Regions from separate parts of the Sus scrofa genome. Here region 2 is linked to region 1. A link is a contact called in public HiChIP or PLAC-seq data. All regions are on one chromosome and are shown on one strand. Each heading gives the region's core, a stretch centred on a gene start, on an enhancer-like site or on the middle of the called end of the contact. The rest is flanking DNA. Distances are from core to core; before and after follow the strand shown. Region 1 has its middle 22 kb from the start of BIRC3. Region 2 holds the start of LOC100622859 (putative inhibitor of apoptosis).

The links. HiChIP or PLAC-seq counts read pairs in DNA pulled down with a chosen protein or histone mark.
Region 2: an H3K27ac HiChIP or PLAC-seq map of alveolar macrophages shows a contact between it and region 1. The contact joins the promoter of LOC100622859 here to the enhancer-like site in region 1. A contact is called at or near these places in 1 of 5 promoter capture datasets (liver), 14 of 47 Hi-C or Micro-C datasets (alveolar macrophages, blood, embryonic fibroblasts and 4 more) and 2 of 2 datasets of contacts at active chromatin or transcription factors (alveolar macrophages and skeletal muscle).

What each region holds. Positions count from the first base shown.
Region 1 is chr9:32,980,339-32,983,150 of Sscrofa11.1, forward strand. No RefSeq gene overlaps it. Among named protein-coding and RNA genes, the nearest start is that of BIRC3, 22 kb to the right of the region's middle. Within about 2 kb of position 1,508, at least 12 of the 83 cell types and tissues checked have an H3K27ac peak or open chromatin away from gene starts, as enhancers often do. A contact at or near this core is called in alveolar macrophages, where this site is marked.
Region 2 is chr9:33,040,168-33,042,867 of Sscrofa11.1, forward strand. It overlaps LOC100622859 (putative inhibitor of apoptosis), which reads left to right and starts at 1,425. Exons shown (of 8, transcript XM_013979324.2): 1 at 1,425-1,577.

The sequences.
Region 1 (2,812 bases), core at 258-2,757:
ATTCACAAATGGGAGGAGAATTGGGGAATGGAGAGAGAAATCAGTTGTGCTTATGAAAAATCTAACTACAACTATATCTGAAATCCTGTAATGGTCACATTTCATGCAAATATAGACTCTTCTGGTTTCCTCCCTGCTTCCAATTAGTAGTTGAATGTATTACCCAATCAATATCCCTGACAAGTGGATATCTCAAGTCATAGGAAACTCAGTGCTTTGGGGGGTAGAAAGTCCTTCTTTTGAAAAATGTCTGTGGTTAGGAAGGTTTTTGTTTTGCTTGTTTGTTTCTTTTGTCTTTTTAGGGCCACACCCGCAGCATATGGAGGTTGCCAGGCTAGGGGTCCAATTGGAACTACAGCTGCCACAGTAACATGAGATCTGAGCTGAGTCTGTGACCTACCCCACAGCTCATGGCAGCACAGGATTCTTAACCCACTGAGCGAGGCCAGGGAATGAACTTATGTCCTCATGGTTGCTAGTCAGATTCGTTTCCACTGCACTGCAACAGGAACTCCTGTTTTGTTTTGGTTTTGGGGGGTTTTTTTAGGGCCGAGCTTGCAGCATATGGAGGCCAGGGATCGAACCTGTGTCCTCATGGATACTAGTCAGATTCGCTTCCTCTGAGCCACTTCAGGAACTCCAGGAAGTTTTTCATATTAAATTAACAGTTCATTCATGCATTCATTCATCTAATAAATACTTATTAAGTATGTACTATGTGCCAGGCACTGTTCTATGCATGAGGATTCACAGAAGCTGCCGGGACAGTGCCCTGGCAGGAGTGGCAGTGCAGCAGCGACCTGCACCCACCAGCAAGGCTGAGGCCACAAGGCCACAATGCCAGATCAGTGCCAGTGACTGAGGAGACCTTTACTGACCACTGGGAGAAAGACAAGCCACCCAGAAGCTGCCCAGGGGAAGGGATTTGCATGGGCCAAGAATTCCAGTAATTATAGAAACTGGAGGCTGCTGTCATCATGTCCCACTTTCCAAAACCTATTCACACTCTTCATATCCCAATCCCATGCTGGAATGGCCAAGTTAACACAGGTTACATTACAGATCACATCTCTGCAATATTTTTTTTTTGAGCTATTTTATGCGGGGGGTGGAGGTTGGCTATAGCACAGATCTCACCTGTTGAGATCTTAAGTTCTAAGACTATTATCCATTTTACTGGCTATCAATCCTAGATTTTACTGCAGTATGAAGTGATGAGCAGTCTCTTCATGATGAGAAGTATCTTCATGCAATCTATTCATTATAGTCACTAAAATATTGCAAAGGACAAATTTGAGATCAGATCCCAAGACATCATCAAAATCTGCAGGGAGAAAAAAAATTGTTTGGCAATAATCAGGTTGGATTGTACATTAGATGCAAACTAACACCACTTATGCCATCATCCAGCCAGTTCCTGTTCATTTTGCTGCAAAGATATGGTGAGAGGCGTTGCCAAGGGCTTTGATGAAATTCAGACATCTGCAGTATTACCACCAGTCTCCTAAGCTTATCAAAACAGGAAGTGGGTGTGTCGGACCCAGATCTTTCCTTGTGATTGCAAACTCTCATGGTGATCACTTCTTCATTTTGTAAAAGCTTACACACTACTGTTTGACTAATTCATAGTAGAATCTCGCTTAAGACGATTTTTGCATTTATTTCCCCCAAATTTTCTGCAGAAGTTCCTTTCTTCCATTTTATGAAAATTAGAACGTTAGCTCATTTCCAGTTCCTACACTATTTTGTGTGATTTTCAAAAATTATTATGTAAGTAATGGTTAAGAAATATGTTCTGCACATTTTTTTGAAGTCATTTGTCCAAGACAGGAAACAAGAATAATTTAGAGTTGTTACTGCTTTTTATAACTCCCTCCCTATATTTTTTAATTTTTATTTTATGTTGGAGTATAATTAATTTACAATGTTGTGTTATTTAAGGATTTCAGGTATACAGCAAAGTGATTAAGTTATACATACACCTCTATCAATTCTTTTTCTGATTTTTTCCACATGTAGGTTATCACAGAATATTGAGTAGTGTTCCCTGTATACAGTAGGTCCTTGTTGATCATTTTACATATAGTAGTGTGTATATATTAATCCCAAACTCCTAATTTATCCCTCTCTCCACCTCTCCCCTCATTATCTTTTTTTTTTTTTTTTTTTTTTTTTGTCTTTTGTCCTTTTAGGACTGCACCGGTGGCTTATGGAGGTTAGGGGTCTAATTGGAGCTACAGCTGCCAGTCTACACCACGGCCCCAGCAATGCTGGATTCAAGCCACGTCTTCGATCTACACCACAGTTCACCGCAACACCAGATCCTTAACCCACTGATGAGCACAGGGATTGAACCCGCAACCTCATGGTTCCTAGTCAGATTCATTTCTGCTGTGTCACAATGGGAACTCTGGTCCTGGCTTTCTTTTGAAACCCAATTTTGACCTTCTATTTGCTACGCATTAGATTCTATCTTTCCTGACCGACATAAGTTTGGTCTCATCTCATTATCCCTCATTGCTTTCAACTAAATCAGACTATCAAGCTTTCACTTCAGTTTTTTGGTCCCATCCTCTGGAAACGGCTACCTGGTTAGTGTTTCTCCCAGTCAAGCCTGAATCCCCTGCAGGGGGGTGGGAATAGATGGGGTAAACATTAGTAAGAAAATAACAGAGGTCAAGATAATGAGGATTTCCCATCATGGAGCAGCGGAAACAAAGCCAACTATGGACTGTGAGGAACAGCCTGCATGTTCTGGCTGTGATGTAGGCCAGCGGCTGTAGCTCCCATTCGACCCCTAGACTGGGAACGT
Region 2 (2,700 bases), core at 175-2,674, 60 kb after region 1:
TTTTTTTAATATCTGACTTCGAGTTTTTGAAATATGAATTTCCCCCTATACTGTTTCGGTCAGGACAAGAACTGAAAAAGAGAAATAATCTTGAATCCAGAATGAACAAGTCTTGCTATATGTATTTTCCCACACATAAAAAGAAAGTTCTGTAACTTCCCAAGAGATTGTAACTTGAACTAAACACTGAAATACTATCAAAACTCATGTGCATATTTGGAAGAAGTTTTTAGTCATTGGGAATCAAGCATGCATTTCTTTTCTCTGTATCACAAGCTGTTACAAATACTTTTACTATTAACATTGGAACAGAAGCCCTCCTGTTCTGTTACTGACTGGCAGGCAGAAATGACGGGGAGGAAATGGGAAATGGTTCAGGGTCTCGGAATTCCCCTGGCTGCCTAATTAAGTGGCTTGTTATTTGGAAGTTTTTTTTGAAATATTTGCCCCCTGGAGTTCCCCTGAGAGAAGAAAGCATCCGATATCATTGACAATGAGTGTCTTCACAGAACATAAATTAAAAAATTCTCCTGCCGCCATTCAACTAATACTGCATGCAACTGTCTGTCTTCACCCCATTGCTAAAGAGGGGGCTGGAAAACGTCCCTGACTAGTAAAGGTAGTATTTTGTATTTACAATTTTTTTCTGACAGTTAACTTTTAAAATGTGATGGACAAATGGGCTCCTTTATGGTTCGTGTACGATTTACATATACACACATCTACATAAATGTATATATTCCGTTCTAGCCACATTCAGAAAAAAGGGGGAGTGAAGCCTGGCCTGAAACACCGTGTTCACTTTGCTAGTGATGAAAATAGGACACTTTTCGTTAATGCATTCGTCTCCAGAAGAGAAAAACAGAAAAGATAGTGATTATATAATAGATATGCCCCCCAACATTATAGAATCAAGGCTTCAAAATTAATCTGAGGCTGTTCTGCTTTCCAACACTTGGCTTTTTTCCCATCCCCAGGGCCAGCTGTGGAAGGTTGACGCCAGGCAGCTGCAAAGGGGAAATGGTTACAGCTGTTTACTTAGTTGCAGCCGAAACGCCTCCGGGCTGACTCCACCCTCAAACGCCGTCATCCACGCCGAGGGGAGGGTCCCATTGGAGGAATCCGGCCGGGAACTAATCCCGGCGAGTCGACGTGGGGAGAGGTTCGCCACCCGCGCCCGGGCGTTTCCCCAGGGCTTCCAAAGATTCAAACTCGACGGCTCTCGCCACGTCCCGCTCAGGAGGATGAGAGGGACAGCGAGGGAAAGTGCTCTCGCAGCGAGATTGAAGATTAGCACACCAAGCTCACGCCCAGCCCTGCCTTCCCCTGAGGGCTGACCGCGCGCTGGGTCCCGCTCTCCGCCCACAGACTCCGGGGCGCCCTCGCAGAGGGAGTGACGCGCACCCGGTCGGCGCGCTGACGTCATCGTGCGTCTGCGTGGGCCCTGAGCGGGCGGGGGGGGCCCCAGGAGCTCTAACTGCGCAGCCCAGCCGGCAGTTCAGCCCGCGTCGTTGCTCCCGGGACTGTGGAGGCTCCTGGTGGCACTGCTGTTTCGTGTTGGACGCGTCTGCCCTGTGGTGAGTGCAGGTCCTTCCGGACCCAGGCCTCGCGGGGCTGGGTCGGGGCGCGCAGGCCGCGGGGCCTGCCTTCCCCGAGACTGCAGTTGGGCTGGGGAGGACAGGGCCGGGAGTCGGGGGTCGCAGGTAGCAGTTAGCTCTTTGCTACTCTACTGTCGAAGATGCTTTTGTTTAATTCGGAAGCTCCAGTTCCAAGACATGCTGTCGAAAATAATTTTTTTAATTGACCTGTTTACAAGTCTACTCTGGCCGCTTCTCACTTTTCTGGCCCTTGGCCTTTGGCCAAGATGTTTTAAGAGTTTTTGCAGGGTTTTAAACTTAACCCTCGGTATTCCTTTATTTAATATATTCAAACGGAGACAGTAACGTATCGGCGAGATCTCTTGTTTCAGATAGGTACAACCCCGCTTTGCCACTTTAGTATTCTATTGTATATTGCGAGAAATAACTCGGGGAAATTAATAAAATTCCATAATTTCTCTTCTTTTTCCTTGCAGTCTGTCTCCTTCCCCTTCCCCCCAGCCACAGTTTGCCTAAAGAGGGCAAATCCTGTACAGTTCCTGCAGATTAAAAATATGCAAAGATAGGACCTCAAGTCCTTGTGTAACGGAGGCATTCATTCAAGCGGTCACATTCCCAAGGCCAGTGTTTCATAGGCCATTGTGCTGTGTTTTGTTTTGTGAGTTGCTTTCTGCGAATTGTTGCTTTGGAATTGTGAAGGCATTGTATTCACGAGTTCCTGGTGAATTTTAACTCTTAGTAGTTTTTTTGCCTAGTTCTGGAGAGACTTGACATTAAGAAATAACGTTATTGTCTGGATAACTGCTGTACTGTTGATGATGGGTGCAGTCTATTTTTCACCCTCCCTTTTTACCGCTAGCAAATTGCCATAGATAATTATCCTTAAACTAAATTATAAGTTGTCACCAGAAGAGGGGAGGAGGAGTTCCCGTTGTGGTGCAGTGGAAACGAATCCAACTAGGAACCATGAGGTTGTGGGTTCGATCCCTGGCCTTGCTCAGTGGGTTAAGGAGGTCTCAGACGCGGCTCGGATCTGATGTTGCTGTGGCTGTGGTGTAGGCCGGCAACTATAGCTCTGATTGGACCCCTAGTCTGGGAACCT